Linked DNA regions of Sus scrofa: region 1 is linked to region 2. A link is a contact called in public Hi-C data. All regions are on one chromosome and are shown on one strand. The core of a region is the stretch at or near the end of the contact, and the rest is flanking DNA. Distances in the headings are between cores, read along the strand shown. Region 1 has its middle 610 kb from the start of RNF144A. Region 2 has its middle 440 kb from the start of ID2.

Evidence for each region. Hi-C and Micro-C count contacts between places; a contact is called where the count stands out from the background.
Region 1: a Hi-C map of liver shows a contact between it and region 2, with 2.5 times the contacts expected there. The contact joins two enhancer-like sites. A contact is called at or near these places in 2 of 47 Hi-C or Micro-C datasets (liver and skeletal muscle).

What each region holds. Positions count from the first base shown.
Region 1 is chr3:128,255,017-128,259,934 of Sscrofa11.1, reverse strand. No RefSeq gene overlaps it. Among named protein-coding and RNA genes, the nearest start is that of RNF144A, 610 kb to the left of the region's middle. Within about 2 kb of position 3,539, at least 3 of the 83 cell types and tissues checked have an H3K27ac peak or open chromatin away from gene starts, as enhancers often do. A contact at or near this core is called in liver, where this site is marked.
Region 2 is chr3:127,945,787-127,950,601 of Sscrofa11.1, reverse strand. No RefSeq gene overlaps it. Among named protein-coding and RNA genes, the nearest start is that of ID2, 440 kb to the right of the region's middle. Within about 2 kb of position 1,476, at least 6 of the 83 cell types and tissues checked have an H3K27ac peak or open chromatin away from gene starts, as enhancers often do. A contact at or near this core is called in liver, where this site is marked.

The DNA of each region.
Region 1 (4,918 bases), core at 2,290-4,789, 310 kb before region 2:
CTAATCCAAAAACATAGACAAAAACCGTAATTAAATGCCAAATTAAACCAGTTCATTTTTTTCAGAGGAAGAGATTTTCAGCCTTTCAGTAATTTGCTTATTCTTAGAAACAAAAGAAAGGGACTGGCAGGGTGTGGGAGCCTGCAGACAAACAGCCCCAAACTTCCATCTTCCATTTAGCAGAGTGAACTAGGGAAAGGATTTTTCTTCAGCTAATGAATAGGTATCGCTTTCTTCAACTCCTGGGGACTGCGAGGGAAACAACACACCAAATGCTTTCTTGTGGCTTCCTCATCTGGAACCCTAACCTGGCCCATCAGATTCTTGTCCAAATACCCCCTGGCAGCTGCCACCTTCCAGATCTGCAGAGACGGGCTCAGGGTCTGTGCCACCAGTGCAAGTTGGAAGAAAGCTCATTTCCCCGGCGGAAGGCAGGGAGATGACAGGCTTCTTTTGTTGATGTTTTGTATTTTGTTTTTCCAGGGCAAGACAATTCACTTGGTGGACATAACAGGCAATCTGGCCTCCACATAGACCATCCAGATGGCTGTTAGTAGCCGAGAGGGGTTGTCACCAGCAAACTCAATCCAGCTCTTTTATTATGGGCCACCTTCTCCCCATGGCCTGCAAGCCACATGGTCTCATTGAAGAAACTCTGTATTTTGAACATAATGGCTGTTTTTAAATTTCTAATGAACATCCATACCGCTGCTCATTTTTAAAAGTTATACGCTATTTGGAGAGATGCTACAAGGAAGACAGGAAAAGAGTGTCCTTTTCTGACATCTTCCTGCAAAGTGGTCATGAATCTTGAGGCAAGTATATTAATATTATTAATATTAATGTATGAATTAATGTAGGTGTTAATTAATGTAGAGCTAATCCTGGATCTGACCTACACCACGGGTCTGACCTTAGATCAATCCTTGTCTCCAGATCTTGCTCATCTGCAAAGGTAAATAGCCTCGGGTCCCATCTATAGCCTTGAAAGAAAATGGTCAGTTTAATTACATTAAGTCTGATTCAATTCCTCTCACCAGAATTTCAATGTGTAGCTACACAGTGTCAGCAGCTGACAGGTATATGGCCCATGTTCTTAGGGAGTCAAAGCTTTGCTTCATTTTATTATTGCTTCTTGATACTGCAGGGTTCCAAACAGGCCTCCCCAAGGTGTGCCACTAGAGCATGTGGCTTACATTGAACTAAAAGCAATCAAGACCCTGTGGGCTCAGAAGAAACTACTGCCTCTCCCTTAACTACCTGGAAGAATTTAAATTGGGAATTTTCCCTGAAAAAAATAGTTACTATCATAATTCTTAAGATACTTTTCGTCTAAGTGGCCTCCTCTGTATGGCAGGGCCAACGTTTAATTACCCATCCCACTTTCCAGGCCCCTGGGGAAAGGATCAGGCCCTGTGAATGGCCCTTTGGGTTGAAAGTGGGTCTCGCAGTCCATTGTGCAGGCCAGTTCTCCTTGTTGGTAGAGCCAAAGTCCCAGTGGCTGCTACAGTGGCTGATGAAATGAGCTCAGGAAGACTATGCATGAAGTTTCTGCATTCTGACTTCTCTGACATTTCTCCCAGTCATAGTTATTGGAGAGCTATAACATCCATGTCTATTGCCAGTGAAAAGCTTTTTTTGGCTGTTAAGACTTGAATTGTGTCCCCTCAAAATTAGTAAGTTGAAGTCTCAACCCTAATACCTAGAATATGAGTGTATTTGGAGACATTGCCTTTAAAGAAGTAATTAAGGTCAGGGAGTTCCCATTGTGGCTCAGTTCAGTGGGTTAAGGACCCAACCAGTATCCATGAGGATGCAGGTTGATACTTGGCCTTGCTCAGTGGGATAAAGGATCTGGCATTTCTGTGAGCTGTAGTATAGGTCACAGATGCAGCGGCTCGGATCCTGCATTGCCGTGGCTATAGTGTAGGCCTCGGCTGCAGCTCCAGTTGGACCCCTAGCATGGGAACTTCCATATGCCACACAGGTGGCCCTTAACAAAAAAAAGAGGTAATTGAGGCCGAATGAGGTTATTAAGATGGGCCTGCATCCTATACGACTGGCGTTCTTACAGGAGGAGGGCAGGACACAGACACAGGCAGAGGGATGATGAAGTTTTGAGGACATGGAGAAGGCAGCTATCCACAAGCTTGGGAGAGAGGCCTCAGAAGAACCAAGCCTGCTGACACTTGATTTCTGATTTCCAGCCTCCAGAACTCTGAGGGAATATGCATTTCTGATGGTTAAGCCCATGAAACTGTAGCATGCTTTTGAGGAAGCTCTTGTAACAGGGTCAGAAAACTGACATGGCCAAGTGCTGGCCCTCAAAACAGTCACCAATGGAGACAAAATTCTGGAGTCTAAGAAAAAACATTGAAACAAAAACAGGACCAGAATAAATGAGGAGAACCTGAGCGGTTGCCTTTGTTGTCAGAAGTTCATGTATACAACCACGTTCGCCAATTATTCCTCAGCAAAGTTGGCGAAAAAGAAGAGTGTGGGTGTTACAATCACTTAAAGAGGATTCTCGACCTTGGCCTGTGGCTGCCTCTTTGAAACCTAGAGAGACAATCTTTTTTAAAAAATTATGTATTGGAGTATAATGGATTTACAGTGTTGTGCCAATTTCTGCTGCACAGCAAAATGACCTAGTTATACCTATACATACAATCCCTTTCTTATAATAGCTTCCATCATGTTTTATTCCAAGAGACCAGATCTAGTTCTCTGTGCTGTGCAGTAGGACCTCATTGCTTGCACATTCTAAATGTAATAATTTACCTCCATCAACCCCAAACTCACCCAGGTCACACCCCAGACCAAGAAAATCAGAATTTCTGGAGGGTAAGACCCAGGCATCAATAACAAGTGAATTATTCACAGGATTCTCATGTGTAGCCATGCTTGGGAACAGGTGAATTAGAAATACAAGCCTTGTCTTAGTATGTCAACATGAATTATTTTTTGGTTTCTCCCTCCACTGTTACTCTTACCTGAAATAGGTACACCACACAATGTCTGCATTACTTGCTCTGAAATGTTTATAATATACCACATAATAGATTCATTGTTTGAGTTGCAGAGATGGTCAAAACTTTTCTTGTTTTCAGTGTAAGACGAAGGGAGAAAATGTCTGGATCAAAAGAAAACTCAAATGACAATACAAAATAAAACAGGTGCCATGGCATTTTCATAAGAGTCTCAATTTCTGACAATAACACAACTCTTATTTCTTGATGTCAAATTTCAGCATTTTCCTACCAAACTCCTTTAGGCAGTCGTGACTTTCAGCTAACACCACAGTAAGTGTCCCTCATCCTCTCCTTTATAGGCTGTGTCTGATTACTCTCAAGTGAAAAAGATGACTTGAAAGCTGTAAGCCTAACTGAAATTACGGCGAAGGTGCAGATTTTACAGGAGGACAGATTTAACACATCCATCTGCATTTATTTCTGATCCAAGGATGGCCATAAACAAAGATCAGTCTGGGGTTCGATCATCTCTGAGCTGCATGTGCATCTCATAACTGGATTTTGCAGTTTGTATTGGAAAGAGAAGTTTCAAAAGGGGGAGCTAGTTAGCTAATTGATTACAGATTGTGGCTGAAATTTTGCAGGAAGGAGACACATTGAGAGTTTGAGGAAAACCTTAAGAAAGCAGTGTTTCTATGTCTATCCCTGCCTTTTCTGTAAATAAGGCTGATTGCTGAGGCGCTCAGGAAAGCCCAGCATGGTAGCTGAGAAGCAAAAAGTAAGTGGGAATTTCAACTGTGTGCCTCACAGAAATGGGACAATGAAAACTGAAAGAATTGCTCCTGCACTCTAAGTCATGCAGTTCAGAGCAGCTCAGGCTATATAGGCACACAAGCGGGGTCTGTGGTTACAGTCTTTGGACCTGGTTTGAGCAAAGCCATCAACAATTTGACAACATCAACTGCAAAACCAGACTTCTAACACCTTCCTGAGACGCATCTCATGTCTGCTTCTGTGGGTGATTCATCATGGGTTCATGAGCACCACACCACTAGACCCATTTGTACTAAAAGGAAAACGTTATTCCTTTTCTCTTCTTTCCTCAATCCCTTTCCTTCTCCCAGCCCATCCCTTAACCCACCTTATAGTCTCACTTCTTCCCTCTTCTGTCTATTTTTTATTTTTTTTGGAACCAAGATCAGACATAGTAGGTTTTGTGGGGTTTTTTTCTGTTCATTTTGTTATTTTCTCACTTGTTTAGCACATAAATTTCCACCTACACTCACACCTGTGTGACGGCCCACCCTGAGGCCCAGCAGGAGGCAAGGGCCAGCCTCTGAGCAAACATTCCTGAGAGGGGAGAACAGCAGGAGTGTGTGTGAGTGTGCGTGTGAGAGAGAGTGTGAAATGTGAGTCAGATATACGAATAACTTGTGTACATGGATCTTGATCAAGATAGAAAACCCCCAAAACATCCAACATATATCTAATATTCCATATACACCACACTGTGAATTGTGAGAGAGATGCGTTCATTTGCTCATACAAATACATGAACTCCAATGTATAGAGTGGAGCCCCAATGTATGTATGTAGAGCTCACATTTTCTCGTTTGACCTAGCGGAGAGAATAATACCACACCTAATAATACCACATATCTCACTTCATATGGGCCTCCTTCTTCCAGGCTTGTCTCGCAACTAAGAGGGTAGGATGGGAGTGAGAGCTGAGGTTTGCTTGGCAGAGTTAGAAGACGCTTGGGAGTTCCTGTTGTGGTGCAGCAGCAATGAGTCCGACTAGTGTCTATGAGGACACAGGTTCAATCCTGGCCTCATTCAGTTGGTTTGGGATATGGTGTTGCCATGAGTTGTAGTGTAGGTCACAGATGTGGCTCGTACCCCACGTTGCTGTGGCTGTGGTGCAGGCCAGCAGCTGTAGCTCTGAT
Region 2 (4,815 bases), core at 227-2,726:
CATTTCTGTCCTACTGGCCATAAGCGAGGCACTGGAATCCTGGGCTGTTTCTCTCACTGGCCTTTCTCCTCTGTATGTCTTCTCCTTTACCCTCTTGTGGCAGACCCCTGACGTGAGCAGAAGGCCAGCTCACAGGGCTGAAAATGGCAGCAGACGTGAGGATGAGAACTTTCCTGGCCAGCGCTGGTCCTCACCCCTGAGGACCCCAAGCCATGCGTCTGCCCACCTCTTGACCCTGAGGCTCTCCTTTAAAGGCCACGCATCACGTTGTACTAAAACCGCATGTGCTCTGAGGACGTACAAGGCTCCATTTCTTTGAGATAGTATAGAATTCAACGTCCATGCTTGTCATCACAGCGGGAGAAGAGAAGGCCAGATAGGATGGAAAGCATCTATTTCTCCATAAGGTGAAAACCAACCGCATAGAGAAGATAATGTTTGTACAGGCTCCTCCAAGCCCTGTGTCTCTGGGGCCAGACCGCCTAGGCCCTCCAAAGGCTCCGGGGCCACCCTGGGCGACAGGTACCAGGGCTGGATGGAAGCCCCTAGGACCCTCCCAGCTCTGCCCGTGGAGACTGAACAGAAGATCCAGCAGCAAAGTCTGACTTCATTTCCTTGGTTTTATCGAAGCAGAAGGAAGCTGATGGAGAGCTTTGTTCCAAGTGCTGGCAGTGGGCCTGGGCACCCTGGGCCTCAGTCTCCTCCTCTGTAAGATGGGGGTGATAACAGCACCCCCTCCATGGGCGTGTGGTGAGGATCACAGGAGGTACGACATGCAAGGGGCTCCGGGATTATTCACATCCCGTGAGCCCAACGCATCTGACACCTTTATCACCCCGGGGGCCTCCGGTAGGGGTGGGGTCCACGAGCGCGCAGGGACCCCAGCTCCCCACACGACAGGATGCAGCCCAAATGCTCCCTCCCCGAATCCTTCCTAAACAACCACCAGACACAATCCGAACCCTCCCACAACGGTGATGCTTCTCTGATTCTATACATTGTCTTCAAAGCTGCCTTTGTTTTACCAGAAGAAAACTGTTAATGTCGGAGAAATAGCTACAAACAGTAGCTCCTGTCACAATGAAATTTGAAAGGAATGAGGCCTATGTATTCACATGACCCATGTGTCTACATTTACAGTAAAATTAAAATACACTAAAGAGATGTGTATTGACACACACCCACACAGAATGTTTTCACATTTTCAGCCCGGGGTCCCACCAGGTTTTGTGTGGCCTTTTCAGCCAGGGGAAGGGTTACAATGACATCAAGCTTTATAACTAAAAAAAATACCCCCCCCAAGGTTAAACAAACACATTACTGTTTGGCCATGAACTTGGGTTGTTTCTCACTGACAAAATTTCCAGCTTTGCTCAACTTCCAAAAGAATGTTGTGAAGCGTTTGGACTCTTACCTAAGCCCTGTTTGTCCAGAGGGGTCAGTCTGAAGCCTGAAAGATGTCGTGATCCAGAAAATAGCAGTCATGTCTTCGGCCATCTGAGATAGTCATGGAAAATTACCACACAGATGTTAACACTGGATCTTTCTTCCGTTGCCCAGAGCTCGCAAAGCCTCAGAACGATATCAGAAGGAGGCCAAGAATTGAACGGCTCCTGTGGTCAGTGGAAAGGAAGGTAGTTCTGTGGCCGCAGGAAGAGGCAGGGCCCCCCGGAGTAGGGGTTGGCACAGCATCAGGACAGAACACAGAGATTCAAGCCTGTAAGAGCAAGCGCGCTTCTGCCCTGCCTCTGCCCCCTCAAGCTGTGTGACTGTCACCATGTCACTAGACTACCCTCTGCCTCTTTCTCTTCCCCTGTAAAGTAGGAAGGAAGAGAGTAACTTTTATCGTGTTGCTTCCAGGATTAAATGAGTGAAGTATATTATGGCTTCAGCGCAGTGCCTGGCACAGAATGTATTTGATACATTTTTTTCAAGTAAAACAAAAGGACTGCAAGAAATTGTTTCTAACACTCACTGTATTAAGATGCAAAAGCTAAGAGTCATGTAATAGTGGTCTTCAGGGGGGCAAGGGGCTGGGGAAGTGACTGATTAATGGGTACAGGGCTTCCTTTTGGGGTGATGAGAATGTTCCAGAATTAGAGAGAGATGGTGGTTGCACAACATTGTGAATGGACTAAATGCCTCTGAATTCCACACTTTGACATGGTTAATGGCTAATTTTATGTGATGGGAATTTCACCTTAATTTAAAAAAAAGAAAGAAAGAAAGAACAAAGTTAATGGTAGCTGTGAGCTTACATTGACCAAGAAAAGCAAGATTTCTCCAAGAAACCCCAGCATTCAAGAATGACCCCAAACTGACCTCAGGGTCAAAGCCAGTGGCCTGCATACTAGTGGATTTCCACGGCCCTTTCTCAGTTGAGAGCTGGCACGCAGTCTCAGTGCTTCTTTGGGGCAGGTCACTTTGGCCCCCTCAGAATCATAAAATATTCACCCAGGAGAAAAGATGCTCACAGACCTGGTCTCTCTGCCTCAGTGTAAGACTTAGGACCCAGGATATACGGGAATTTGGGAACCTCCTTCAGAGGTGGAAGAACGGAATTCCGACAGGTTCTTTCCTATAGGGAAGGGCTGATTCAAATGAAATAACTCGAGTAGGTGGAAAAGCACTTCTTGTTCTGTTATTATAAGACAAGACTGCTGTCACCAACTCGGGCTCAGAGAAGTAGTAGAGCCCCTGCCCCCTGACCTGCCCCCAACCCCGCCCCATCATTTTTTTCTCAGAAGGAGATGGAGCAGCAGCAGATCCTCGTGCATCTGGAGGAACAGGCAGCCAGTAAACACCTTGCAAATACACTTTTCAGCACTGAGCCCACACTTGAGCCCTTTGCAACAGCTCTCCAACAGCAGTGCCTTCAGCTGACTTCCAGAATCTCACCCTCAAGGCACAGAGCCTGCTCTGCTCTGGGCCCTGAATCCATGCTGGGCTTGGGGGAGGCCGCCGGGGGTGGGGGGTGGGCTGGGCCAAGCTGCATGCAAGCAAGCAGAGGTCTTCAAACCCAAACACGGTCACATCACTAAAGCATCCTTGCTTCTTTTACAGATTTGTTCAGAGGCTATCCCTTTATTTTGGTGCTATTTCCCCCAATTATTTTTGTGGCTCACACATTCCTTCGTTCCATAAATATTTGCTGAGGACTGTCTCTGCCTCAGTCACTAGCATGCTGGACTTGGAACGTGAAAATAAAGGTGGTCACTAACCCGTTTGGAGGGAGGAGTTCTGTAAAATATGTATTTATAATGCAGCAAGACAGCTGTCACAACAGAGCTGCCATGGGCTGGAGAAGGAGTCCTCCCAACTCTGGGCAAGGGGGGCTGCTCTGAATCCTGAGATTTGGTAGGAAGGCAGCAGACAGGAGGGTTATTTCCTAAAGCGATTGCCAATAGAGGCGGTCACCATCATTCTGAGACTTGAAAACGATGTGCTTTAGGATATTTAAAGTATTATCTCATTGCTGAATTATATTCCTCTTTTAAATGGGCTTAAATAACTTGTGGAAGAGGAAATTAAGGCAAGCGGGAAACAAAGAAGGTGTGAGGGACGAGGAGGAAATGAGAATAAGTTGTTACTCAGTTCTAATGTCACATAAGAGGTCAGCGAGCAAGGAAAAGTGGGAGTGGCATCACAGTAAGTTTAATAAAATAAACAAAGGTAGAAAAACCAAATAGTTCCAGGTTAATTAATGTCCAAGACCACTGAGATTGTGTGTGTGTGTAAATAGAGTTGACTTTGACTCTTCTGATGATCTCTTTCCAACATGTGTCTTCTCATCTTATTTTTGCCGCTGGGTAAGTTTCTAGAAATTATTTTTCCAAAGCGGCAAAGCCACCCGAGTGTTCAAGAGTCTGAACACAGAGCTTTAACAAGAGAATTGAGGGAGTCGATGAGTTTAGGCTGGAGAAGAGAACAACTTACCCAAAAAAGTGCCGAATAAACACTGACCCCCCAAGGAGAACAGATGTTGGAAGGCTAAGCTTTGTGTCCATTCGAAGGTGATCAGAAGGAGGTCAGTGTTCATCTTCCTCAGAAGGGAGCTGCACACAGTGGAACGTGGAACGCCAACGCTTAAGATCACTTTTAATTCTCTTCCTTTTATCCACATACAGACACATTTATTTTTACTACAGTTGATTGACCATGTTCTGTCAATTTCTGCTGTACAGCAGACTGACCAAGTTATACATGTATATACACACATTCTTTTTCTCATAGTATCATCTATCTTATTGTATCCCAAGTGACTGGATCGAGTTCCCTGTGCCGCACAGTAGGTCCTCACTGCTTATCCGTTCTAAATGGCATAGTTTGCACCTACTAACCCCAGAGACCCCTTTTAATACATAATGCTATAATACTTGGTTTCTGTCTCTATCTTGGAGTCTTCTAACCAGAAGTTGTACAGCCTCAAATTTCACCAGAACTAGAGGCTACAACTAAACAGTTTTCATGGGGCTGCTTCTTTCTGCAGGTGAGTGTCAGGAAGCTGCAGATGGAATGGAGCCATCACTGTTGTAAGGGGTCCGTGATGAAAGGGAGTGTCTTCAGATACTTTATGAAAATCCCGCTAAGGTTTGGAAACACTTAACAGATGCCGGTTGGGTCGGGAGCCTGCCTTCCGTCACCTCTAGATTTCAACTGATCCATAGTTTGAACAGAAATCTCACTCCAGCTGCCCATTTATCTCTCTGATAACATTTCCAGCCTCTGTCAAAATGCCATGCCGACCATACCGTGGAAAAAGTTCTCTCTTCGGAAGAACAATAGTCCGCGGCAGAAATCAAGTAATGCCATTCC